Linked DNA regions of Triticum aestivum: region 2 is linked to region 1. Evidence: chromatin contacts called from public Hi-C data. All regions are on one chromosome and are shown on one strand. The core of a region is the stretch at or near the end of the contact, and the rest is flanking DNA. Distances in the headings are between cores, read along the strand shown. Region 1 holds the start of LOC123103357 (serine/threonine-protein phosphatase 2A 65 kDa regulatory subunit A beta isoform). Region 2 holds the start of LOC123103359 (protein ACTIVITY OF BC1 COMPLEX KINASE 7, chloroplastic).

What was found. Hi-C and Micro-C count contacts between places; a contact is called where the count stands out from the background.
Region 2: a Hi-C map of leaf shows a contact between it and region 1, with 7 times the contacts expected there. The contact joins the promoter of LOC123103359 here to the promoter of LOC123103357 in region 1. A contact is called at or near these places in 2 of 5 Hi-C or Micro-C datasets (both in leaf).

Annotation. Positions count from the first base shown.
Region 1 is chr5A:358,837,693-358,842,564 of IWGSC CS RefSeq v2.1, reverse strand. LOC123103357 (serine/threonine-protein phosphatase 2A 65 kDa regulatory subunit A beta isoform) reads left to right here and starts at 2,376. Exons shown (of 13, transcript XM_044524914.1): 1 at 2,376-2,611; 2 at 4,027-4,443; 3 at 4,783-4,872. The coding sequence starts at 4,051.
Region 2 is chr5A:359,383,184-359,388,230 of IWGSC CS RefSeq v2.1, reverse strand. LOC123103359 (protein ACTIVITY OF BC1 COMPLEX KINASE 7, chloroplastic) reads right to left here and starts at 3,259. Exons shown (of 18, transcript XM_044524918.1): 1 at 3,063-3,259; 2 at 1,922-2,545; 3 at 1,527-1,670; 4 at 1,213-1,338; 5 at 771-858; 6 at 260-353. The coding sequence starts at 2,527.

The sequences.
Region 1 (4,872 bases), core at 1,127-3,626:
ACACGTGGAAAATCCCCATTGGTCTGGGCTATTAACGGGTTATCTGATCCAAATCGGAACCTGATAGCTTAACAACGACCCGTTACGATGGATGCCACATGTCGGTTACCCTTAACGAAAGCACTTCTATGACGCGCGATTTATCGGCATGGAAGTGGATACTTCCGTGATGATAATTTTGGTAATGTCATGAAACACTTCTACGACAACACATGCATGACTATCTTGATTCTATTATAAAATCGTCATGGATGTACATGCATAACACAAGATGTGACATACTATGACAAATACGTATCATCACGGATGTGTCTTTTTTTTGTAGTGAATGCTTCACTCGATACAAAAATATTTTGATCATACGATCGAAAATTATGGTTCCATCCCATTCTCACAATAAAAAGATGCTTCCATAGATAAAGAATAATGCTTCCATGCCACCTTACTATGTTGGGCTGCTCAGAAATGTAGCTTCAGTAATAATTATTTTCTTGTATTTGTTTTTTATGAAAGCAAATCCCAACTTACCAGAAAAAGCAGAAAACAAATAGCTCCTAAAAAATATCCTAAATATTAATAATAATTCCAATCACATGGCAGAGAACCATTCTGATACATCTGTTACATACTAGGAAGCAATCAAGGAAGTAAAGGGCCAGAGTCAGTGAAGGCGATAAACGTATTTAGGGGAAGTTGTTACAAGAAGCAATTAATTGACTAACCAAGCTAACAAATCATGTGTGGGTCATATTGGCAGATAGGACGACTACTATACTTCCCCGGGCTAGTCCGATGGGAGATAAGGGATCCGTAGTCTGTTAATTCCGTCGCGCACGTACAAACCGTTATTTTTTCTATCAATTCCCAATCCTCACATCAAGTATTAGGGGTCCCCTAGGAAGAGATCTTGGGTAGTTGGACCTCTTAATTCCCACCCTTCCCTCCTCAATTCCCATATCCCTGAGCCAATCAAAGGGTTTTAATTTTCATGTACCTTAAACTCTCATTTCCAATCTTTAACCCCCCAACCAAACACGTTGAAAGAGAAATCATTATACAAATCTAAATGTGCCATTTGAGGCCAAACTGCATATATTTTTACCTTTACAATTACTTATCTTTTTGAGAACACTGGTTGTACTACCAAGCTAATCACAAACAAATCAAAAAACAACATTAGTTAGCACTGCTACTCTTTACTTCTACCAATCCTTGCAGTCAACATGCATGCACCTTTAATTTCTCCACGACAACATACAACCATCATCATGCCGCATAAACCACCTCTTCTTTCATGGGGTTTTATAACACTAGCTGCATAAATTGGAATGAGAAGAATAGATGCAGAAAAAGGAACTACATTGCACATGCTTGCACCTCATCTACTCGCGAGAATATATAGAATTGGAGCAAACAAATAAGTGCACACAAGAGATAAAACATCAATGGAGATTCCTAATGTCTTGACTAATATGTTGTCCTCCAGCTTAAGAAGTACCTACAAGGAAGGGTCAACATACAAAATCACGAGCCGCTCCAATTTATGACGCACACAACTTCATCTTCAACTTGTTAATGATACGTGAACCTCAACGTACCATGTGGTACTGTTGGAGACCATGATGACGTGGTGCACCTGTGACTCGCCAACGTTCTATCATGCGCAACGCCTCCTGGAACGCCTTTGACATCGCATGACAGAAGGTAGGAACACGTTAAGAGCAACCGAGGCAAAACAACGAACAAGTGGCGCCCCTCTTGTAAATATGTAACATTAATATCTTTTGTTATTAAATACAATAGGAGCCTCTCCTGTCGTTTCCTCCTAAAAAATAAAAGAATGTCGCAATTGAATGGTGGTACCACACAATCCAACTCTTCCCGTCAGCGAACTTCTTAATCTACCTGGTCCTACTCTTATTCAAAAGGTTGTGCAATCAGGACCGGTTACTCCTACAATTTTGCCGTCGAGACACGATGGTCTCCGGTTAATGATGTTAGGTCAGTTGAAGGGTAAGGTCGCATGCCGGCGGGATGGTGGCGGCGACAACACACAATAGGGAGGGTGGCAATGGCACCATGGTAGGGCGAAGGTGGTGGCATGCTGGGTGGGAGGGTCTCGATGATCGCGTGGGGGCAGGAGCGTGGCGGCTTCTGCATGCAAGCGAGAGTTGTTGACCTAGCCAGCTCATGGGATCGGGAGGAGAAAAGAAACGGAAGGAGGTAGGAGATATTTTTCATACAAGAGGGTATCGGTCTGCCAAAACAAATCGATGGTGGGAGAGAGATTGCGCCATGGGAGGGGAGGAAAACCGGCTGTGTGTGTGTGGGGAGGGGGGCGTATGAACCTACAAATCCCAACTTTTTCATCTCTGTAAAATAAATAAATAAATCATTCCACCAGTTTCAGCGAGGCGAGTGCAGAAAAGGTCGTTCCACCACCCGGCCCAGCCCAATCCCGTGTGGTGCCTTTACCTCGTTCTCCGGCTCTCCGTCCCATTCCATCCACCGCGTCCAGACACAATCTTACCGGCGACGCCTCGCGACCTCCTCAGCTCCTCACCCCCTTCGCCGCCGCTGCCACCGCGGGGACCCGCTCTGATCCCGTCAGGTGAGATCCCTCGCCCCCATCTGCTCCGCCCCTTCTTCTCCCCGTCGTTAGATCTGCGGTCTGAGCCGGGTCGGCTCGCCCCCGTCGCCCTGGCCCGGCGCATCCGCTCCACTGTCCCGGTCCGGGTGTCGGAAATTAGAATCTGTACGGCGGCCTTCCGGCGTCGATCAAGCTTTTCCTTGTGTATCCGTGGTTCCTCCGCCCAGATCTGCGCCATTTCTGTGGGGTTGCGCTGATCTCGCCCAGATTGGGACGGATCTGGGCAGTCTGTCTGGGTAATTTGGATGTGGGATGATTTTTTTAGACAAGCAGGATGTGGGATGGTTGGGAGAGCTGATACGTTTGTGGCTTGTTGCTTGGATCGTTGTTTTGCCCTAGCTATGCGTCGTGGTTGTACCGCACTCTTTCGTTTCGCTTGGTCTCAGATGGTGCACTCGTACCAGGAAGTTCTAGAAATACACGATTTTTAAGTTATGCTCCCCCCCCCCCACACACACACACACACACAAACATGCTGTGCTTACTATGTTGTATGTTTGTTAGAACGGCGACAATTTGAAAGCATGTAATGTAGAAACTGTACCGGATATTATGGAGATTTCTGTAGTTTCATACGACTTGCTTTGGTCCACTGGCACAACCAACATAAGCTGTATGTTCTGATCCTTGCTTGTAGATCTGTTGATGGGAAAAGAATGATTGCAACCTTGGGAATGCTGCAAAGATTATGATTGTTTGCCCCTGAAACCATTTGTAGACAATAACTTGCATCTTTCTTTGACACTTGGGGAAAGTCAACAAATAATTTATTAGGAAAACAATGCTTTTGCTGTTTGGGTTGTGTAAAGCATATGCTATTTGAAAGTCAACAAATAACTTGCATCTTTCTTTGACCTCTTAAATTTGTTGTGCTGTACGAGACTTTGATTTCTTTTCCTTCAGTGATCATGTCCAGCACGGCAATGAATCCACATTTAACTGATCGTGCAAGTTAAATCAGTCATGTGTTTCAGTGTGCTGCCTTTCTAAACTTTGACCTCTGATATCAATGAAATCTTTGCAGTCATATTAAATAGTGATTGATTTCATGGAAGTGCCCCTGAAATTTTATGCGTCTTCCGTAATTCTCACTTTTGTATTAATATGTTGCTGTGAAACCAATGGTCGTATGTATTGGAGTTGTATGGATGTCTTGAAATTTGTCTATCTTGAAACTATGGTTGTAATAGGTTGACATATCTAAATCCTTTTAAGGGAGGAGATTTGGTTGATCTCTCATTGAAACACCACTCTGCCATTCTCACTTCCTCTTGCCTTTGATCATGCAACATATTTTGTACTACAGGACACATCTGTGTGTGCGCGTACTCAGTTCTAGTGGTCACACTGTCCTAATCTTCTGTCTTGATTTGCAGTTGTAGAAGTAACTGATTAGCCTGATGGCTATGGTCGATGAGCCTCTCTATCCAATTGCCGTGCTGATAGATGAGCTTAAAAATGAAGATATTCAATTGCGCCTGAACTCCATCAGAAGACTTTCCACTATTGCACGGGCACTTGGAGAAGAAAGAACCAGGAAGGAACTGATTCCTTTCCTCAGCGAAAACAATGATGATGAAGATGAGGTGCTTCTTGCAATGGCTGAAGAATTGGGTGTGTTCATTCCTTATGTTGGGGGTGTAGAGCATGCTCATGTTTTGCTCCCACCATTGGAGACATTGTCTACGGTGGAGGAAACTTGTGTCCGAGACAAAGCAGTTGAGTCGTTGTGCCGTATTGGTGCACAGATGAAAGAAAATGACATTGTTGACTATTTCATTGCAGTAGTAAAGGTAATGCATTTATACAGTGAGACATTCAATTGATTGTTGTCAAATATTTGTGGCACTCCTTGACCTCATCATTATATGCCTTCTGTAATATATATGTTTGCATGATATTTCTACTTCTTGCCTTTTAGGTAACTGCGTTTGCATTGTATTCTTCTGTATAGTGACTTGCTCCAACATATGGCTGTTAATTGGAAATACTGCTGTACTCTGTAAAGAAATATAAGACTTTTTAGATATATTTCTTTACAGAGAGAGTACTTAGATAAATGTAGCAATGCAGTTTTATTTTCTGTTGATATCTTTATGCCTGTTCGTTCAACCAGTCTTTACTCTTTTCAGAGGCTAGCGGCTGGTGAGTGGTTTACAGCTCGAGTATCATCCTGTGGTCTTTTCCATATAGCCTATCCAAGTGCCACCGATCCGTTGAAA
Region 2 (5,047 bases), core at 2,010-4,509, 540 kb before region 1:
ATAAATGCCAAAATTGACATGATGAAATTGCACACTGGCATGACCAAGTCAACACTTATTGATTAGAAAAAATATTGAGGTCACAATATGAGATAAAATGGCAGACAAATAGTCATTCCACTAAAGCAACATAATTTCTTGCAAGAAACTGGGTACTGAACAGGGACTGGCATAGAATAAACACATTGTATCCATAGCTGAATAATGGATTATTACAAATAATGCATATGGATGGTCCAATACATTGATGCATACTTACTTGGAACATTCATCATAAATACCAATCCAGTCCCTTGAAGGACCTCCAAATTTTTCACTTCTCTGAAAATACTCGGCTACTAGCTTTAGATTCCCTAGAAGAAAGCAAAGATGACTAGAATTATTAAGAAATTTATAAAACATTTAACATACAACAGTTTGGGTAAATAATAAACAGGAAATAATTGTAACTTTTATAAACTTATGCAAGAAATGAGAGGAAAAACTTTAAAAAGAAGAAACACATAAGTTCTTAATTTCACCTATTTCTGTATGTATAAAAGATAAAATTACTATCAAATTCACTGGAAGTATGGAACTAATTAGAATAGTAACCACTATATTTTCAAGAATAATAAACAAATCATCTCAACTTATATTAGTTTCGTTTGTTAAATAAGCAATAGTTTTTGATTTAAGAACACCAACAACATATATGTGAGTTATTTGTTCTGTTTGTTAAATAAGCAATAGTTCTCTACTTAAGAACACCAATAACACATGTCTCTTACTTAGGTCAATATCAAAAAGTTTTCTGAGCCCTGGTCGCTGAACTTTCACTGCAACTCTCTCTCCATTATGAAGCACCGCACGATGTACCTGAAAATTGATATCACGGGAATTTGTAAGTACAATTTGAAGAAACACAGCATAAAGATCATAAAGACTGACATTAGACAAATATGACCACTAATCTCAATGGTGTAGTATCATCAGTATGTCACAGTAGAAGACAAAGACATCAGATATAAACTGGCACAAATTATAGGCAAACATTTTACATATGAAAATAAGAACACTGTATATGGTAATTAAATAGTTTAACTAGCATGAAAGGAAAAATATGTATATTTTATATTCTTCTTAAATACTAATAATGATATAATATGACGCTGCCTGAATTGTCAATGAGTAGGGAAAATGTATATGCTGGATAATGTAGGAACTAAGCACCTGACCAAGACTAGCAGCAGCTATTGGACGGTCCTCAAATTCTTTGAACGCAACATCAACTGAGCACCTCATTTCCTTCTCTATGAAAGCCTTTGCCTTCTCAGGAGAAAATGCAGGTACTCTGTCCTGCAGAAAAGCAAAAGGTACATGGTGCATGTTTACTATTTTGTTAAAGAAATACACCATGTAACAAACTACTACAGCCAGTAAACAGGAATAATCCTTTGGGAGAAAGAGATAATTCTAGTTTAACAGAAGAGAGGAGATAAAGAAAGGAAGCCTTCACCAAAATTTCCTAGACAAAGAATGAATACCTGCAATTTTGCAAGCTCGTCAACGAATTCTTTTGGGAACAAATCAGATCTTGTGGAGGATAGCTGTCCAAGCTTGATAAAAGTTGGGCCAAGCTGCAATACTTGTTCTCTTAACCATGATGCAGTGTTTCTCCTCCGGATTTTCTGCGAATTCAAAGGCGGTTCCAGTTAACATGTGCAGTAAAACAGGAATACACCCATTTCAGCAGTTAAAACTGATGTGGTTTTGCACCATTACTAAAGCAAAATTCTCATGTGCTAACAACAGACTTTAAGACCACCTTCACATTGGGGATTTCAAGGAAATGGCAGCTTACAATATTTTTCATTTCCTGACTTGACTGAACTTATAGAATTACTGGTTAAATTGCTTAGCCATTTCATTGTTAATGTACCTGATTTTCCTCTGAGAATCCACCTGGATAGGCCCATTTTGCATTGTCGAATAAAATACGTATTCGAAGAGAAAGCACGAAAGACCAGATATCTATACTCCTCTGCACAGAGTTGTAGTTAGCCTTTGCCCAACTGAATCCCTCATCAGATGGCAAAACCTTGAGCTCCTCTTCAAAGGGATCATCTCTAGCACTCATTTGCTTCTGGGTCTTAACTAGAGCAGACATGTTGCTGCCATTCACCAAACTGGTCCCGGTAACAACCGCCTTTGGAGAACCGTTAATGACTGCTCTGGTCGAACCGTTGACAACGCCATTTGTAGAACCATTGATGACCGCCTTGGTCGAGCCATTGACAGCTCCATTCAGAGAACCATTAACTGTATCTGTTCTTGCACGGCCACCGCCCTTGCTCCTCATCAATTCGGTTGTGGGAACCATCTTCCTCGACCAGCCATTGGTAGTATATTTCTCCGAATCCGTGGACCGGGCTTCTGCTCGGAACATTGAAGATCTCTTAACCAAGGAAGAGTCATTTCCATACCTTGGTAGCTTGGCATTCGATATAGACGCTGAAAAGCTAAGATCAGCCATCATCATCGCCATTGGACAATCAAAAAGGCCCTGTGTGTAGTACCTTGCCATTATTAGTATGAAACAAATATGGAACACAATGAAATGTCATTCTAACCACAAGTGCAAGGTAGAGACAATAACGAGAAGGCCCTAAATTATACAAGATCTTCCCAGTTTCCAACAAAATAAGTAATGGCCTGGCTCCACATGGTTACTACGTATCAGCTAAACACTTTCTTTCAGAAGGAATAACTACAGGTTGTCCCGAATGAGTTAGTCAAGAAATCATCAGAAACATATATCAGGGTAGAAAAGAACCATATCGTCAATTAAGGCAAAATCATGAATTTTGTCCAACAAGACTGCCTGAGCATCTACCGGAAAGAGATGCAGCAAACATGCAGAATCCCAAAAACTACACCTTCGGTAAATCAGTTTCACCCAAGGCGCTGCGAGCCGGCGGAATCAAGCATCAGATTCCGGAAGAAACGAAAAAGGATTCGGCGGAACAGAGGGGCGAAATGAGTGGATGCGGGGGAGTGGGAGTTTGGCAAGCAAGGGGTACCTCACGTGGGCTTTTGATTTCTCGGGGCGTGGAGAAGAGAGAGGAGGGGAGGCCGGTGACTTCTCTGATTCGCAACTGCAGCTTCGGCTCAGCTGGCTTGGCTTGCCTGGGAAGAGGACACCACTCCGCCACGAAGTGGAGAGGAAAATGAGGCGCACGAGGAGGGACGATTTTAATACACTATATATATTATCTTTAACACTGTTATATATGCAACGTGTACATCAAACCTCCCATAAAACGTCCGCACCGCTATTATCCATCATATCTTAAATATCCATGAGCGCGTCTTAACGTTCAAAATCCTACAAACTGATATCAAACCAGCGGAAAATTTGTGGGCGTAACTCGTGCTACGTAAGCCTCCGACTGAGAATTTGGATTTTTTGTTTGCCTCACTTTACTTCTAACTTTGATCATTTGCCCCCCCCCCCCGACCCACCAGATTACGGGTGGAGCCGAGGCCACTCGCCATTGAGATAACCCTGGGGCGAATTATCAAACCCCATGTAAAATGGGGCAAATGATCCAAATGCTCGCCTCCGTCTACACAGCCCCACCCATATCCCTCCTCGCACCTTCCACTCTAGATGTCCATCCGCTCTTGGCGCTCATTCTTGTCCGTCCAGAGCAGACGTGACCAACCACTGCCGCACGCTAGCTGAACGGGCGTGACATTCAATCGGCACAGTAGTCCAGAAACTCACACTGGTCCGCCGCTCACGGCGTCTCCGCTTGCTCTACAAGCCACGTTAATGCCGGTTCAGAAAGAAGTGAACGGACAAACCGATGGGACGACTTCCTACCGTATTCAAACTATCGTTGGTCGTCCATCTACCTGCCCGGTATTCAACCTGCGCGGCAGACGAGAAACCCACTCCAGACGCCCACATTCAAACCGCCTTCGGTCTGCCCGGCGCCCGCTATTTAAGGATGGTCGTCCGCGGCACAAACTGCACCTCCTCCGAGCCCCATCTCCCCTAGTTTGCCCGCCGGCGCACCACCGCTTCTCATCCACCTTCTTCCGCGACCGTCGACACAATGCTCGGTACCATCCGTGGGTGGTCAAAGAAGCTCTTACCGCTGCACCGACACGAGATCGCGGACCTTGTGCACTGTTGGCAGGCCCGGCGTGTGCGCCACATAAACGCGGGCCTTCATGCGAGCTCACTAGAGGAAAGCTCGGACGACAAGGACCGAATGATGGAGGAGGCATCTGATGAGGACCAGGTGCTCACGCCGGTCATGCGGGTTCACCATGTCGCAAGCGCATGTGCGCTTACGGCAACATCCTGGTGGTGGTAGAGCAGGAGGAACAGGCGGCACCGCTGATCTCCGCATTTCGGATGATGCAGGAGGAGCGGCGGTACAACCTGCAGCTCCTCGAGAAGCACTAGCTCACGAAGGCCAGATAACCGACGATTAGGCAAACGAGGAGGCCTCCCGACAATGGCCGTGGAGAGTCCGAGGCACTGTGGATGAGCAGCGGCGTTGTACAAGTCCATGCGCAACGCCTACGTTATCCGCTACGAGAGCAGTGGTGGAGCCAGAAAAAAAATGTATCACTAAGGCCAAGTGCTGTTAAAACTGATTAGGGAAGGGCAAACCATTGAAAAACTATTTTTTAGCAGCAAATAATCACTATTTATCCACTCTATGCACTAAACCCCAGATGTTAGTGGGGGAGGGGGGGGAGATCCCCTGCTGGTCCCCCTGTCTCCGTCACTGTGTGAGAGGTGGCGACTTCGCGTCAACGAGGTTGAGCCCGAGCACATGGTTGAGGAGATCGCGTCCAGGGCGGATGTGGAGGCGTCACAAGTGGTGGCGGGCGAGGGACACTGTCAATGTCAGCAGCTCCACGTTGTTTGCACCGGGTTGTAACGACCACAAGGCCGGACTGTCCACGTTGATCATTAACCTCACCTCCACTGACGACATTCCCGGTCAGGTGGTGGACTCCGATGAGGAATAAGACGTGGGAGACA